2 separate regions of the Mus musculus genome follow, and region 2 is linked to region 1. Evidence: chromatin contacts called from public Hi-C data. All regions are on one chromosome and are shown on one strand. Each heading gives the region's core, a stretch centred on a gene start, on an enhancer-like site or on the middle of the called end of the contact. The rest is flanking DNA. Distances are from core to core; before and after follow the strand shown.

Region 1 (4,830 bases), core at 1,435-3,934:
ATTTGTATATTCCAAATGGTTACAGCCACAGAAACTTCACAGCATAACAACTGGATTTGTTTCTCTTGTGGTTATGAATCTGATGAAAACGAAAAGCTTGTGGCTCTAGGAAAGGTGCTAATTCTACTAAATTCAACTAAGTTACGTAGAATTCAAATAATTCTACATAAAGTTCCAGGGACACATGTCTCTTTAGAACTCTTATTTAGTTACAAAAAGAAAAAAAATAACATTTACTATATTAAGCAAATTTTCCTATGCTTTGAAAATTGTTGCCTACAAATCATTTTTAAAAAATATTTAATAGCTTACATTACAGGCTCTTGTGACTCCACGTCGGGCCTTGAACTTGTCATGCTGCTGAAGGTGACCTTGAACTTCTGATCGTCCTGCCTTCATCTCTCGAGTGCTAGGATTGCAGGGGTGTGTACCATCCTTAGTTTATGAAATGCTGAGGATGAAGCTTACGGTTCATGAATGCCATGCAAGCACTCTACCTACTGTTACATTCTAAACTCATAAATTATTGCTATAAATGCTCTTGGATCATGACATTCAGACATTTTAATTCATACTAAGCAGTTACATCTATATGAATAGCTTGCTTACACTATATTTTCAGAAATTTTTTCTTACAGCTCCAGTCTATGATGACCTGGGTTCGTTAATCAGTCACCAACACAGGCATTCTTAATAATTCCATTTTTAAAGCAAGTACAATTTACATGCAATATTAATGTTTTATTATTTATTATATTGTTATTAATATATAAACATTACCCTTTAGGTTTATTTCCTTACATTCATAGCAAGTTATACTGAAAAGTTTTAAGGTTGAGTGACTTAAAGAAATGGGCCTGTAAAACTGTTACCCTTGCTAGAGTTTGGGAAACATAGTAAACATGCTTGTTTTAGAGTCCAAGAAACGATTCCCACACCCCAGGACCAGAATGTCGCCTTTGGTCATGGAGAGAAGACAGATTTAAATGAGACGTAGAGGCTGGACTCAACAGTGAGTACCAACAGCAATGCACACATCTCCCATTACAGGTGGTGCATCACTGAATGAGGCTGCATCTTGAATATGACGCTGCCTCTTTGTGCTACTTGCTGACCATCCATTCTCAAGGTCTGTCAAACGTATCACACCAGAATACTTGCTCCTTTGGGATGGAGTAGTCCACTGGGAATAGACTTCTCAAGCAAAACACATGTTTCCCGGTGCCTTGTTTCCTTCTCTGCTAATGAAGAGCTTTAGCTCGAAATCCAGTGGCTGATTCCGAGGCTGGCCTTCCATAGCCCATGGGAAGTACTCAGAGGCCCTCGGCTATTGCTGCTGTCTCCTCAGGCATCCCTGAGCTGCCAGCCTCTGTAACAGAAGGGTTGGCACGGATCCCCGAGGATAATAGGGATTTTGGCCAAGGCTCCCACACAGAAGATTGCTGAACTATTCCAGTCCTGGAGGTAAATCAGGTAAGTAACACAGGCAGCCATTCCCATACCCTTAGTCCTTTTACCATGCTATCTCTAGAATTTTTACAACATAATGTTTTTTGACTTGAACACAGGAAATATTCAACTAGATTCAATTTCCTTTCAATTTTTCTTCTCTATGGAAGATGAATCGAGTACAGCCGATGATATGGATTCAACATAAAATGCAATGTATTCGAAGATCTCCTTTGCTCCATGCTCGGAAAATACAGTTACTGATGCCACTCAGGCTGGGCAGATAGCGATCTATGTGGGACATCGGTGCCAGTTCAGCCCATGGCTTACATTCGTAGCGTCTTCTGAGAAAGCTGATAGGGAAGACTTTCCCACTAATCCTAGGTTCAGAGTAATTTTTCTGGGAAGCGCATTGCTTTTTTTGGAATATTCACTGTTTCTTTGTGCTTTAATCCAATTTCACACTTAATGGTTTCAAGTGTAGAAAGTGCATTTTATTCTTCTCCACTAGAGGGAACCAAAGGGACTAGACATTGCAGCCAAGCGAATTATTTGTTGTCAGCGATGGAGAAGTTCGCAGGGGTTCTCAAAAACACCCGGAGAGGACTTTCTGTTTTATAACGTATTCTACTAAAATTTAACTATTTTTAGAAAAAATTTTGTGTTTATAGAAATAATTTAAACAGAAAAGGGTTAAAAAACAAACACACAAACAAACAAACAAAAAACCCCAACTAGATTTCTAGGTCCTGATTATGGTCCATACAACCCAGGGCACTGGGGATGAAGCCTGGATGAACCTTAGTGGAGCTTTAGTTCTTGGTAAAACCCACTCTGCCAGGCAAACAGGAAGCCCAACAAGGATGGAAGCAACTGAACATTAACTCTGTAAAGCAGGATGTAAGAACAAATGCTCACAGAGGCTCAGAGTAACCACAGACACCTGGAGACTGTCAGGATTTAGAATATGAGTCATGTGTTTTTCCGATTGAACAACTCCAACTATTATTTAGAATCCATGTGATTTACTTGGAGGAAAATCCAAAACTATCTTTTGAGGAATACTTCCAGCTCCACAAGTCAAAATTTAGGGAGCACCTAAAATCAGAAAACGGGGTGCTGTTCCTGAAACAAGAAATTTACAGGAGATCTAATGAGTTCTGCAGTATCCTATGCAGGGAACAAAAATAAATGCCCTCAATCCAGCTGCCACGGACCACAGATGTTTCCATCATGTCAGATACATCTGGCAAACTGGCCCAGAGACAAGAACTGGAATTACATGAAGAAAAGAGGTTACAGGATTGTCACAAGGGAGGGCTTAACACATTCAATTCCTGGAAAAGGCAGGAAAAAAATGGAGATATTGATTTATGAAAAGGTTTATTTGATGATAAAATTTTTCTCTCTCTCCCTCTGCCCCCTCTCTAGTTTAGGAAACATTGGGCTATCTCTATGTGTAGAGTCTCTTTCCTCCCAGGTCTCTGTGGTTTTCTAGAGGGCACCCCACCTCCCACCCACATAGGCTACTTATTTTTGTTAATTCTTCTGGCCTTCTGAGTTTCGTTGGGCTTCTCTCCTGTGCCTCCCAGACCTGATCCTGTTCCCTATTTTCCCTTCCCCTCCCCTTGCCTACCCACATCCTTCCCTCCCTCTGCTTCCTATAATTGCTTCCTATAATTATTTTGTTACATCTTCTAAGTGAGATTGAAGCATCCTCACTTGGGTCTTTCTGTTTGATAACTCTTATGGTCTGTGGTTATATTCTGGGTATTATGTACTTTTTTGCTAATATCCACGTATCAGTGAATATATACCATGCATGTCCTTTTGGGTCTGGGTTATCTTACTGAGGATGATATTTTCTAATTCCATTCATTTGCCTGCAAAATTCATTATGTGCTCATTCTAAATAGCTGCATAGTATTCCACTATGTAAATGAATCACACTTTCTGTATCCATTTTTCAGTTGAGGGACATCTAGATTGTTTCTAGCTTCTGGCTATTACATATAAGGCTGCTATGAACATAGTGGAACATGTGTCTTTGCAGTATACTGGAGCATCTTTTTGGGTATATATATGTCCAGGAGTGGTTTAGCTGGGTCTTTAGGTAGAACTATGTCCAATTTTCTGAGAAACTGACAGATTGATTTCCAGAGTGGTTGTACCAGATGGAAATCCCACCAGCAATGGAGAAGAGTTCCTCTTTCTGAAATCTGTGTCAGCATGTACAGTCACTTGAGTTTTTGATCTTAGCCATTCTGATTGGTGTAAGGTAGAATCTCCGAGTCATTTGGATTTGCATTTCTGTGATGACTAAGGGCTTTGAACATTTCTTTAAGTGCTTCTCAGTCATTTAAGATCCTTTGTTGCTAATTCTTTATACCCTATTTTTTTTTAGTTGGGTTATTTGGTTTTTGGAGGTTAACCTTTTTAGTTTTTATATATTTTGGATATTAGTCCTCTATTGGATATAGGATTAATGAAGATTCCCCCCCCCCCCCCAATCGCTAGGCTGCCAATTTGTCCTATTGACAGTGTCATTTGCCTTACAGAAACTTTTCAGTTTCAGGAGGTCACATTTATCTATTGTTGATCTTAAAGTCTGGGCCAATGGTGTTCTGTTCAGGAAATTTCCTCCTGTGCCAATGAGTCAAGGCTCTTTCCCACTTTCTCTTCTATTAGACTCAGTGTGTGTGGCTTTATGTTGAGGTTCTTGATACACTTTGATTTGAGCTTTGTGCAAGATGATAAATATGCATCTATTTTCATTCACTTACATACAAAACTCCAGTTAGACCACCATTTGTTGAAGATGCTTTCTTTTTACAACTTTATGTTTTTGGCTTCTTTGTCAAAGATCAAGTGTCTGTAGGTGTGTGGGTTCATTTCTGGGTCTTAGATTCTAGTCCATTGATTGACCTCTCTGTATCAATGCCATGAGGTCTTTATCACTATTGCTTTGTAGAACAGCTTGAGATCAGGGATGGTGATTCCCTCAGAAATTTTTATACTGTTGAGAATTGTTTTTGCTATTTTGGATTTTTTGTTTTTACATATGAATTTGAGAATTGCTCTTTCTATGTCTATGAAGAATTGTGTTGGAATTTTGATGGGGATTGTGTTGAATCTGTAGATTGCTTTTGGTAAGATGGCCCTTTCCACTACGTTAATCCTACCAATCCATGAGCATGGTAGATCGTTCCATCTTCTGAGGTCTTCTTTCTTTCTTCAGGGATTTGAAGTTCTTGCCATATAGATCTTACACTTGCTTGGTAAGAGTTACACCAAGGTATTTTGTACTACTTTGTGGTTATTGTGACGTTTGTTATTTCCCTAATTTCTTTCTCAGCAGGTTTATCATTTGTATAAAGGAAG
Region 2 (4,830 bases), core at 743-3,242, 300 kb after region 1:
TTAGAGTTGGAGAAAGAACTCTGACATCCTATTCTCTTCGTATTGTGAGTTAGTAAAGCATTCAATTTTGTTAGCCAGAAGACAGAATCAATTGTGAAAATGATTTGTAATTTCCCTTCTGGCAGGTATTGAAAGTAGAATTTTCTAAGTACAGAATTTTAGGATCAGAACATACTTTATAAAGTACAGCTATATTTCCTAGCCACACATATTTCAGATCTTGGAATGTCAAACATGCAAGTCTATCAACATCATTAATAGATGTACTGTAGCCGGGCGTGGTGGCACACGCCTTTAATCCCAGCACTCAGGAGGCAGAGGCAGGCAGATTTCTGATTTCGAGGCCAGCCTGGTCTACAAAGTGAGTTCCAGGACAGCCAGAGCTACACAGAGAAACCCTGTCTCAAACAAACAAACAAACAAACAAACAAACAAACAAACAAACAAAAAGATGTGATGTAACAGCTGATAATTACTCTTGAAGCAATATAGCTTATTAAAGCATTTTCAGTGGGGTAATGTTTCTAAATGTTTACTTTTTGTAACAAATCTTTTGACTGCCCCATCCCCCGATTTATTCATTTTATTTTATGTGTAGGAATGGTGTTCTCCCTGCAAGTATGTATCTGCCCCCCTACATGTAGTACCCATGGAGGTCAGAAGAGTCCATTCAATCCCCTGGCACTCATTTACAGGTGAATGTGAGCTACCACATAAGGTTTAAAAACAAGTCCAGTTTCTCTATAAGAGTCATGCACTCTTAAGAGCTGAGACATCTCTCCATCCCTCCTGCATAGGAACCTCTGGAAATCCTCATAGATACACTCAGAAGCAAGGCTTACCAATTGCTGAGTCAGTTCCTTCTCATTCTTTTATCTATACTCTTGCCTCACTGCCCTTCTTAACTCAAATTTACTTCCCAGGTTTGAGTTTTCTCAGCCAGTCTGAGGAAAGAGACCCTGTTTGTGGCGTTGTAGTAATCAGTTAGAAAACTGCCAAAGTACTAGTGCCTCGTGTTCTAATGTTTAATATGATTTCAGAGAAAATGGTTTATAAGTCATTGCTGATGGCTTGTAGCCGCCGTTTAAAATTGGGAGGTTTCTCTGTATGTTTTTTTTTTTTAATTTATTTCATTTCATGTGTGTGAGTGTTTTGCCTGCATGTATGTATATGCATCAAATGTGTGCCTGCAGCAGTGAGAAGAGGGCATCGAATCCATTGGAACTAGAGGTAGACAGTTGTGAGCCATCATGGGGGTACTGGGAACTGAACCTGGGTCCTCTGAAAGAGCAATAACTCTTAAGTTTCAAGTTATCTCTACAGCCCACAAATTCTTGAATAGAAGAATCACATCTTATGTGGGTATTGGATAATATGGCTACTCTTTACTTAAGAAAATTCTTTTATTTCACCATAAAGCAATGTGTGCATGGCTTTGAAGGAACATCTCCATTCAATAATTCTTGGAAAACTCTACCATACTTTCAAAAGGAACAAATGAGAAGCAGGAAGGTGTGTGTGTGTGTGTGTGTGTGTGTGTGTGTGTGTGTTTGTGAATTCTTCTCAATATAACCATTATGTTACCATAATAAGCATCTTTGAGGGTTCTGACATATTTCAGCTTGACTGTTGATTACATCACTGTTTTAATATTAAGCTTTTTCACAATCTTAATACTTCTATGGTTTGATTTATGCTCATAATAATTAATGAGGTAATTCTCCACTAGCACGGAGATCTTAGGCATCACCATAAGTCAACTGTAAAGGCTCCATCTGCAGCCTTTTTAGTGGAGGCAAATCTTGCCTGGAAATCAGAAGAGGTCATCCAGTTCCCTGGAACTGAGTTACAGATGATCATGAGCCACCACATGAACACTTACTCTGTTTCTGAAACTGGGCCATCTGTTTCCTGTTTCTCCGAGTTGATCTTCCTCCCTAAGCAACTGCTGAAGTCATGGCCACTGAATGAGTCACAGCTTCCTTGAGGGTGAACACGCATACATAGGCAGCCTGTCAAGTACGTGAGGGTGTGAGGAGACCCTGGTGACTCTCCACCTAGTCTGCTCTCCTCTACATATTTTGTTCTCAGTGTCCTTCCTCTCTCACTTGTTAGTCTGCACCTGGCTCTAGAGCAGCAAACAGGACATTGTTTCTCTAGTTTCTTTCCTAGAATTCCTGATGGATTTCAGCCAGAATGTTTTCTTTTTAAAACATGATAGTTTATAAACCTTTATTTCTTTATTTCTCATTCCATGCTTTCTAAGTGGAGTGAGGATTCCCAACCCTTCTAATGTTGCTTCCACATCATCATTCCTGCTCACAAAAGTCCTGTTCCTTTGAGGCTGACCCTTGCACTCTAATCTAATACCTCAGCTAGCATTTGAACATTGAACATTGAACATTGCTTCTGAGGCAGGCAATGTGTTAATCATTTTTTTAAAATACACTGTTCCTTTGAAAACTCAAAACCACATTGTATGGTAGGAACTACTCTTATCACATCTGTTCGAGGTTTATGAAAACTAGGAAACTCATTCTTACGTGTGTAACATGAGCAGAAGAGAGTGTAACTACTTGCTTTGTTGTGAGCTTTCAGTACATGTGAAGTGCTGGTCATTTACTGGTACTGTTGTTCCTGAGGGCCTTGTGAAAAGGGGGAAATATGGGCTGTAAGCCCTGGAAGTCTAGCTGTGGAATTCCTACCGTTAGTCATCAAGTAGGACCAGACAACATTCCTCTGGTATCTGTTAAGGGGTCTCTGCTTTACAGGTCAGGAGCAAATTCTTTGTAAGCATTCCTGAGCTATTCTATTCTACAATGTCTCGTTCTCTTTCTTGCTTTGTCTTGTTCTTTGCAACTTCTTCTCATTGTCTTATTCACTCACTACCCCTAAAGTTTCAGAGTTCCACTGCACTCCCACTTTGCAGCCTAGCTCACCTTGTCATTATTATCATTGTCACTGAGATGCCCACTACATCCTGTAATGCCACCAACAGTTCATTATCTGCCGTCTCTATCAGTCCCCTGTTTGGAAGATTGTTTTGTCTTCAAGTCACAACTCTCATTCTTGTAGATGCTCTCAGCTCCTTTATTCACCTATCAAATAGTTTTTTACCCTCTTCTTCCCTACTGGAACTTTAGTTCTTATAGAGTTAGGCTAGAATCTTGATCTACATCTTAGCAATTATGGATGGATGAAGAAAAATTGATATCCTGACTGCTTAATTGTTACATTAAATACATTTATCACCCTACTTAATGTCTTTAAACAGATTCTTGGCATTGCCTGACAGTGTTTGCTTTAATAAAGCCATTCTCAAGGGAACTGTTTTATACTTCCCCTTACTGCTGACCTTGTTGGTTATATCATTAAGAATATGGAAATACAGTGGTAGTGGGGAAGTCCGTCTTTCCATTGTTGGTCTGACAGAGCTACCCTGAAGTTGCTCCTGCCTCTGAGTTTCCTCTTCTTGTAGAGGAACCTTTTCTTTAGTTAAAGTTTACTCTTGCTTTCTGTGTTCTCTGTGTCTATAGAGGAAGTGCCCCCTCTTACATTAGAGCTCAGCTTTGCTTGTGATCTGGATCTGCGTCCTTACTAGCTTTTAGCCTGCTCTTAATTTCAAACACTCCTTTTCAATGGAGTCCTTCTTTCAGCATTGGGCAGTGTTCTGGGATAGTCTACCATCAAAGAACCACTGCCTTTGAGGCCACCCTTTCAATTCCAGGGACCTCGGATCCGAAGTGGCCTGCCTGCTTCTGTTCCCTGCTTCTTTCCTCCACATTACTTTGTCCCCACACCATTAATTCATTTTTATCTGGTATCTCTTTCACCTCTCCACTAAACAGCCTTTGCTGTTAAAATAGCCAATGTGTTCTGTTCTGCCCATCCCAAAGGATAGTATTTAGTCTCCACTGTGATGGCTGTACTTGTTCATTCAGCATCATGTTGTTTTGGAGAGACCATCCTTCAGACTCAATCTAAAGCAGTCTCTCCCTTCCATGACAGTGCACTATGGCATGACTTGGTTGTATTTTGTTCATAGGATGTATTCTGTGAGTTTATCTTGTTTGTGTATTTGCTCATTTATTCTCTGGGCCTCTCTTGTCTCTACCTAGAACTGTGCCTGGCACATCACAGACACTGAATAAAAATCTCTTGAGTGACAAGGACAAGGCTATATTTAGAATCATCTCCTCTCTCACAACTAGGTTTTTGTTAGCTGGGTGATGCTTGTCTGCCTGTCTCTTTCTGACATCAGGATGATCTTGCTTTCTCAAATCTCCCTCCTCTTCTAATTGAAGAGAATTCCTGGTAGGCTCAGCCTTGGTCAGACCAACCACAATTTGGATCTAAAATGTCTTCTCTGTCACCTCTGCTCTCACTCCTAAGTCATTAAGGCCACATATTTCAAGAGGCTGAGTTAGAAAAGCTTCTTCCTAAATGCTAATTGTAGGCTTTTGGCTTGGTGGTGTTTGGTATACATGTTTACTACCAGTTTTACGACTGCTATCCAGCCTTCAGAACATCCTTGCTCTGAGGCCAACTGGCTCAGCTCCAGAGCTTGTCTCTTGTCTTTTGAGATCTTAAGTATCTGGGTCAAAGTTACTTGAAGACTCGACTTTTGTTATCTAGCCACTAAACTATCCTCATTACCCTGTGAACCATGCTGACAGTGAAAATTAGGAGTGTCTCTGTAAGAAGTCCAACCTGGATGGTTTCAGAGCACATTTAGTCAGTTTGGCAGGGCAAAAGCAACATTAGAGCCAACAGGAACATCCAATTTCAAAAGTCACTAACTACCAGCCATACAACATTCTGTTCCATATT

What was found. A called contact is a pair of places that touch in the nucleus more often than the background predicts.
Region 2: a contact with region 1 is called in a Hi-C map of uterus, with 3 times the contacts expected there. The contact joins two enhancer-like sites. A contact is called at or near these places in 1 of 484 Hi-C or Micro-C datasets (uterus) and 2 of 115 datasets of contacts at active chromatin or transcription factors (DN3 thymocytes and large pre-B cells).

Annotation. Positions count from the first base shown.
Region 1 is chr10:53,810,742-53,815,571 of GRCm38.p6, forward strand. No RefSeq gene overlaps it. Among named protein-coding and RNA genes, the nearest start is that of Fam184a, 62 kb to the left of the region's middle. Within about 2 kb of position 2,685, at least 34 of the 459 cell types and tissues checked have an H3K27ac peak or open chromatin away from gene starts, as enhancers often do. A contact at or near this core is called in DN3 thymocytes and uterus, where this site is marked.
Region 2 is chr10:54,116,034-54,120,863 of GRCm38.p6, forward strand. No RefSeq gene overlaps it. Among named protein-coding and RNA genes, the nearest start is that of Gm16998, 43 kb to the left of the region's middle. Within about 2 kb of position 1,993, at least 185 of the 459 cell types and tissues checked have an H3K27ac peak or open chromatin away from gene starts, as enhancers often do. A contact at or near this core is called in DN3 thymocytes and uterus, where this site is marked.